Regions from separate parts of the Mus musculus genome. Here region 2 is linked to region 1. Evidence: chromatin contacts called from public HiChIP or PLAC-seq data. All regions are on one chromosome and are shown on one strand. The core of a region is the stretch at or near the end of the contact, and the rest is flanking DNA. Distances in the headings are between cores, read along the strand shown.

What was found. HiChIP or PLAC-seq counts read pairs in DNA pulled down with a chosen protein or histone mark.
Region 2: a contact with region 1 is called in an H3K27ac HiChIP or PLAC-seq map of heart atrium, with 6 times the contacts expected there. The contact joins two enhancer-like sites. A contact is called at or near these places in 1 of 15 datasets of contacts at CTCF or cohesin (large pre-B cells), 2 of 484 Hi-C or Micro-C datasets (embryonic stem cells and nephron progenitors), 6 of 115 datasets of contacts at active chromatin or transcription factors (bone marrow-derived dendritic cells, embryonic stem cells, extraembryonic endoderm stem cells and 2 more) and 1 of 9 other capture datasets (bone marrow-derived macrophages).

The regions. Positions count from the first base shown.
Region 1 is chrX:166,929,150-166,932,994 of GRCm38.p6, forward strand. No RefSeq gene overlaps it. Among named protein-coding and RNA genes, the nearest start is that of Gm30354, 46 kb to the left of the region's middle. Within about 2 kb of position 2,087, at least 30 of the 459 cell types and tissues checked have an H3K27ac peak or open chromatin away from gene starts, as enhancers often do. A contact at or near this core is called in heart atrium, where this site is marked.
Region 2 is chrX:167,231,430-167,235,274 of GRCm38.p6, forward strand. No RefSeq gene overlaps it. Among named protein-coding and RNA genes, the nearest start is that of Tmsb4x, 24 kb to the left of the region's middle. Within about 2 kb of position 2,207, at least 87 of the 459 cell types and tissues checked have an H3K27ac peak or open chromatin away from gene starts, as enhancers often do. A contact at or near this core is called in heart atrium, where this site is marked.

The DNA of each region.
Region 1 (3,845 bases), core at 837-3,336:
TTAGCCATAAAGTTATTTTGTTGCTACTTTATAACTGTAATTTTTTCACTGTTATAAATTGATGTACACGTTTGATTTGTAGGATATCTGATATGGACCCATGTGAAAGGATGGTTTGACACTCGCCCCCTCCCCAAAAGGGGGCAGGACTCACAGATTGAGAACAAATGCTCTAGATCAATTTCCCGGGAATGACCCTATTCACATTTTGGAACAAGTAATTACATGGCAGTATATTTAGTACTTTTCCTGGCTGCTCAGATTCTCATACTAGTAGTTTCAGCTAAAAGTTTCTCTAGATATCATCCATTATTCCTTGGGGACAAAACTCTTCGGAATGTAAGCCATTGCAACAGAAGATAGGATACTGATCCTCAATTTCCAAGAGGGAAAATCAGCATGCAAAGTTATTATTTTGACTAAGTATCTTTTCTCCCTTCCAATGTGAGTCTAAGATGGCTGGTTCTTCAGAAGAGGCTCTATGACATAACAAGGGATTCAGTCTTAGTAACTGACAAAGGACTCTCCTAGTGTTATCAAGTTATATTTCAAATAAAAGTTTCAAGTCCAAGTTGAGAGGGGGGTTGTGGAAACAAATTCCTTCTGGCTACAGCTGAAACTTTTTCTTTCTCCTAGCAAAAGAGAGGTGGGGGTGGGTGTTGCTTTTTCTTGTGAAGTAACTATGCCTGGGTAGGGGGGCCCAGCTGTAGTGTGCAGCACATAGTGGGGTTGGGAGGGTCTGCAGTGGAAGAAGTAGTTCAGAAAAAAAAAAAAAAAAACCTCAACATCTGTCCATCATAGCAGCCTTGGCCAGATGTTCATTTTTTCTGCTTCTGTAAGCACCAATAAGACAATGTCACTGAGCAGTGTCTTTTGTTGGCTGAAGCATTTCCCACCACTGCGGCCACCTCTGATATGCTAATAGAGAAACTGGAGGTTTTGTGTGCCTGAAAAGGCTTTCAGACCCAATCAGTGGGTCACCAATCCCAACTCTGTGAGAGACCAGGCCTGCTGTGGGAGAGGGGCTTCTCTCCCCCGGTGCCTCCCCACACCTTTTCTAGGGCTGTGTGAGTGCCCAGAGAAAGGCGATTAACCATCTGTCCTTCGGAGCAATGCACAGAACCTAAAACACAATAAACCAACACCTTGAAAACCGCCAGGAGCCATCTGAGTGTGTAGTTCACTCTGGAGAGTAGGCTCTAACCAGAAGGTCTGAATGGGTCGCTGGTTTGTAGGGGAGCTTTAATGAAAGCAACCTGTGCCATTTCAGACTCCAGACTGCCTAGTTCTCAATGTAAATCTCTACCAGGTCACTGTCAAGGGTTAAAAATAACTTAATAGGTGTTCCTACTCATAAGGTCATAGAATTATAAAATGTTAACTGGCAAAAATATTTCTTCTTGTTTGTGAGAGTCATTTGCTCGTTCAGGATTTATTCTTTGGATCTAAAGCAATTGAAAGGATTCTTTCCCTCAAGAATTTGCTCTGGCTTTAAAAAACAAAAAAACAACAACAACAAAAAAAAACAAAAAACAAAACCAAAATATATCAAAAAAAGTATCTAATGATTATTGTGTAGTTATCTAATAACTCCAAAGTTTGCTTACATCCAAATAAAATCATGCTCAGAAAATGTTTCCCCACTTTATATTCCTTGCCAGCATTTCCGCTAATACTGTTAAGCTTTGCACAAAATGCAGACACCCTAATAGGCCAAGAAGACTCAAAGAAGAATGAAATACAGTTTCAGACTTCAACACACATGTCGTCCCTTGTGAGAGACGGTATGTAATAAAATGTGGTAGGGATACAATGAATCAGTACAAGACATGCTGTAGGAAGGGAAAAAACAGTCAGGAAAGTCAAGGAGGCCTTCTCAGAGGAGGGGGATGAGCTTTCAACATTGCTTAACATACAGTGAGGCAAAGAGACATTAAATGGAATCCTAAGCAGTAAATGCCAGGAGAGGTTAACCGCTGTGAGATTCTGTGGCCAATAATAACAACGATTTGTTTTTTTGCTCTTGTCACAATCCCATCCAAGTTGGAAGTGGCTGGCAGGAAGTGAAATACTGCACTCAGTGTGGCCTTTCAGGCTCCTCCCTTAAAGCTCCAGTGTGACCTAAGTTCTCGAGCCCTCCCCTGCCCCCATAGCAGCCCTTATCTTCTTTCCCAGATTGCTGACACCCGGCATGTCTTCCACAAAATCAGTACAGTTCCTCCTCTCATGGAACAAAGGCAAAATATAGGAAAAACAAGGCTCACTTAGAGTAGCCAGGGAAAACCTCTCTGGAGAGAGGACAATTGAAGCTGGCATACTAAAAACAAAAAAGACCAGGACAGTCATAAGAATGTCAGGGAAGGAGGCACATTTCTTGTTATGGTGATCAGTTAGAGCCGAGAGCAGAAAGGAGTGTGACATGGCTGAGTGTGATTGCAGTGTCTGATGAGTGACCTCAAGGGTGACTAGGAGCTAGCTTTGGAAGGACATTAAAGGCTAGACTCAAAAGGATGCTTTGTTTTTCAGCCAGGTACAAGAAGTCATCAGATAGATTTGAGCCTTGAGCTAATGTGATATGATTTATATTTTCCAAAGCATTTCATGCTATAGCAGAGAAAGCTAGAAGAATCTCTTGTAGTAGCCCCAGGTGACAAATAGTGGTGACACAGGTGGACACAGAGACAAGTGGACAGATTTGGGAAAAGTTTTGGAGACTGAATTCACTGAACAGTAGGACTCTGTGTAGAAAAAGCATAAAGCAGAAATGAAGACAACAACTTGAGAGGGCATAGCTCAGTGGCAGAGTGCTTACCTGGTGCACGCAATCCTTAATACTACAGCAAATTAAGATAATGTTATAAAAATAATAGCTTGTATAGTGAGTGGATGACATCATTCACTGAATTATGAGTCTTAGTTGAGAAACCCTAGTTAATAAAAGAAATCTCTCCTTGGGTCATGTTGAGATCATAGTTACCATAAGCCTCCAACTAGAGATGTCTACTTGGCCATTGTGTTACTCACCTAGAACTCTGGTAGTGAACATTTTAAAGATAATGAATGAGCTGGGTTTGCCTTGTTGAGTTTGCAGAGAAGAGAGAAGGCCAGAGTAATTTCCTACAGCCTTCTACGACAGAAGTCCAGGCAAGGTAGAAGCAAGAGGAGACTCTGTGATGTGACAGGGAACCCCTAGTGGGATGGTAAGAAGAGTGGGGGAAGGGCCACATTTAGACAATGTAAAAATAGACTGCTTCAGTATGTCTTTATTCTTTATGTCCCAGAGCCTCAGAAAAAAACAATTGTTTTTTGATTGCTGGTTTGTTTTGTTTGTCTGTTTTTTGAGATAGGGTCTTTGAATAGCAAGGGCTAGTCTAGGAGGTACAAAGGTCTTTGGGCCCATAAATAAGCACTAGGGGAACCTGGAATGCTAAACACAAGGAGTTGCCCTTCAAAGGAAGGGATGCATAACCTGTTGTCTGCCCAGAAGGCTAGGAGTTGCTGTGGTTAATAGCCTGGTGACCTTTGTGCTATCTGCATAGCTGAGGCCCTACCCCAGTACTCCTACAGACACTTATCAGGAGCCTGTTTTTCTCAGTCAATCTGTAGAATCTATCTTTATGGAAGTTCATTTTTAGAACCCATTTTTATGGAAGGTGTCACATGTGCTTTACAAAGAGCTTTAATGTAATCTCATCTGATCTTTATTTAGATTACTTTACTCCTCTAGATTTATGTGCGCTTTGTTTTTACACACAGAATTAAGTTAATTGGGGCCAGAAAAGTTTTTTTTTGCTAAGTTGGACTTAAATATGCCCAAAATAAAATACTCAGGGTCAGACTCCTGA
Region 2 (3,845 bases), core at 957-3,456, 300 kb after region 1:
CACGTATTCTGTGGCAGGACTAAAAAGCCTGCTCGAACACCTATTGTTTCTTTTCCCTATGTCTTAGAAGTAAGCTGAGCACAGGTTTTGTCACATTAGATAAATGAGAAAAGTAAGGAAGTAAGCAACTTGTCTAAAGGCCAGATCCAGGTAGGAGCTTTACAGAAACAAAGATGCCTGCAGCACCGTCCATGTCTCTTTGCATTCCGACATCCACTTCTCCCTTCCTGCAGAAAAATGCTAACAAACGCATAGCTGGTCTCTGTGGGGAGGGCTGCTTCCGCCAGACAGTCTTGCTTTTCCCTGCAGATCCCAGGATGCCTTGCAGGAAGGGCTGCAGTAGCCCCCTACCCTCCCCAAAAGAAATGATTTCGTGTTCTTCTGCTTTAAGAGGTCGGCACTGGAGGCCCTGCCTCACTGTTGCTAATGTCAGCTTCCAGTCACCCCTTCATTTATTCCATAAGCATACATTCCAAATCTAGTAATTTTGCTGTGAGCTTGAGAAGGAGGAAGTGCGAAGGTGGAGAGAGATGAAAAAAAAAAAAAAAGACCTACAAAGGTATTCATTTTATCCGTAGGGATTATGGAAAAGACTGAAAAGTGTTCAGAGAGTCGCAATCACAGAAGTGCTGAAAGCCAGGTATGGGAGCCAAGGAAGGCAGCAAAAGCCGAGCTTGGGCAAGAAAGAGACTGTCCTCTCACGAGGGGGCACGTGCGCTGAGAAAATTGGCAAGCACTGCAAAGGGCTTCTCCCCACCCCACAAGTCAGTCACTGTCACTTCTCAGCGCACCTCAGGTTTAGCCCTCCTTTAAGAAAAGCCTCAGGAATGTTTTTTCTTCCTTGATAGTAGAGGTGAACAAAGTGAAGCTTTGAGGCGGTGACGAGCTCTGTAAATAAGCTCACCCAGCTTTTGAGCGGGGCGGCCAGGCCATGTTGTCAGCTCAGTGTATTGGCAACTAGCTTTGGGCTCCTTCTCCCACACCCTCACAGTCATGCCCGACTCTTCCACCTCTAAGGGCTACAGTTAGTCTAACTACCCAAGAGAACTGTTGGACTTAACAGCAAGTTCAACTACAGCCGCCACATTATTAGTAGTGGAGGGGCAATGGCGCTGTCATTGTGGCCAGAGGCTCACCTGGGTCACTGCTGAGCTAAATGGAGCGTGAAGTCCAGGCAGAGCATGAAGAACCACGGATTCTCCACCTGCAGCTGTAGAGGGTTAAAGAGCTTGGATGTAAACAAATGGCCAGGTCCTACAAAAGTACCACCACCACGGACTTCCTCTTAGATGACCTGCAGATATTTAAAGACAAGCCAGACACAAGTGCTTCTTTCAGAAAGGGACAAAGCAAATAATCAAGTTGACCTTTTGGGAACAGTGTTAATTGTGGCAGTTTAGGAGGAGGCAGAAATCAACTTTGTATAGTAATAGGCCTTCTATTCTTCTACCCTTGCCTCATTAAGGTTTGCATATTATTTTAAATGTGCCCGAGGTGTAAAGAGTCTAAAGTGGTTAAAGGGTGAGGTGATTTAATGAACCCAGGAACCAATCCAGAAGGCCTGGAACCACTCTGGGCCTTTTAAGAACTCCATCCATCCCAGGGGGAGAACTAATATCAAGTGAGTGACTTAAAGCTCCACAAAGCCTGGCTTGGCTTAGGGACTGAGTTTCATGGAGCCCAGGTGAGAGTCATTCCTGTACCGTGAATTCACCTAACCCTTGCTCTGCACTTCCATTTCTTAGGCACTCTAGGTGTGCTGGAGCAAAGCAGTGTGCTGTATCCAGATACCTTGGGGGCCCTGGCTTCACAGTGAGGCCCCAGGGTTCCAGGTGGGTGTTGCAGAGAACAAAGGTTCCCCACACTAAGAAAACCAGTTCTCCCAGCCTCCCAGCCGCAGCAAGTGACATCACTGGGAGCCAATAGAAAATTTGCACTGGAGTTTACTTGTTAAGGTCTGAATTGGATCCACGTAGACGGCTTATCTGACTGTGTAGGGCGAGGTTCCCGAACACTACCCTGTTTAGGAGTGCTCTCTGATACAGTGGGAATGTGGCTTTTAACCTTTTTTTTTTTTTTTTCCTGGCAGATTTCAGGCAGGTGAGGGGCCAGGTTTCAAAATCAACAATGAAGATACCACACCCTGAACGCCTGGCTAGCCCAAAGCTAGAGCACTAGGCGGACCTTTACTGCCATCTGCTGGCAGTCCTTGGTATCGATTCATAAGAGTGGCTAGGTTCCTCTGAAAAACAAAGCCTGACTAAGTTAGGCTCCTTATTTTACCTTAGTCTCCGTAGACAAATTGAGCTCCTTCAACTATATCAAAATGAGGTAGCCATGAGAGAAAGACACTCCTGATCTGATCTGATGGCAGTGTACCTTGTCTTTGGTCTTTTTGTTTGACTCAGGATGGCCTTTTTACCTTACTCTGACGATGACCTTGAGCTCTTGATCCTCCTGCCTCTACCTCCACCCCTTGCTGCCAAGTGCTGGTATGATTGGTCTGTGCCACATCTAGTTTATGTGTAGGGATGGGACATGGGTCTTTGTGCATTCTAGGCAGGCCTCTACCGACTGAGCTAGGACCTTTTATTTTTATAAAGCCCCATCATCCATGGGAAAATATAGGTATGTGGTAAATTTGAGGATGCCCTTGACTGAGTCCTGAGTCTGAGATGTTGATCACCTCACACTTTTCACTGCAGATGTGATCTTTACAAAGGCTTTCATGATGCTTCTAGGATTCTCAGTTCACGTGTGGGTGACCGTTTCTTTGAGCACAAATGGGATCCCCTGACTGGGTGTGAATACAGCATTCACCAAGGTCAATCCAAAGTAGTAGAAATTGCATCTCCAGAAGCATTCACTTCTCAGCACCAGCAACTTTCTCCTTTTCTCCCCTAGGCAAAGCAGTTGCTTTGGTGGAGGCACATAGCCCCTTAATTTTGCAAGTTTTAAGGCTAAAGCCAGCCACTCTCAAATCATAGCCGTCGGACCCATACTTCCACACTAAGAATTTAGTATATGTTTTCCTTCTATGTAATGTATATAAGCTGCAAAAGGGAGGGCCCTACTGGCCTGCAGCAGCAAGACTCAAATGCTGTGGAAAATCCCAAAATGTATAGGACAGATCCTTCTAATCCCTAATAAAGAGTAATGTCATCCAAGATCTTAGCAGTGCCACAGTGAGAAAATCTCACTTTCTAACACCCCAAAACCACCATGCCAGTGCTTATGACCCTGAACTTGTCTACTTCTACAACTGAGGCTTCCCTATGGCCTCTACATCCATGTGCACACATGTACACACATATGTGCAACTGTGCATTCATGTCTATGCACACTTATGTACTTGGTGCCTACAGAGGGCATCGGATCCACTGGAACTGGAGTCACAGATGGCTGCAAGCTGCCATCTGCATGCAAGGAATGGAACCCTGGTCATCTTCAAGAGCAGCAAATACTCTTAATCACTGAGCCACTCTCTAGCCCCTTTTATTTATACTTACTAGACAGTTAATGATGGCCATCTCCATCTACAGGTAGACACGTGTACACGTGACTATTGGTATATACATATGCATATTTAATGTTGTTTTCCAATGTAAATAATATCTCCAGAGTAGCCAACTTTGGTTGGATAAGCTTTGCTGTTTTGAAGGTAGAAATTCTTTCAAGATCAGAAAGTAATTGTTTCAATTATACCCACGGGATTTAATGCCTTTGAAAGTACAATATTCCCTATTAAGTCACCAGACATTTCCTTCAGTCGCAGCAGAGGATAACCTAGTCCATGGAGGGACTATTTTCAGTTGTGTCAAGTACTGAGCTTCTCTTGTCTATGA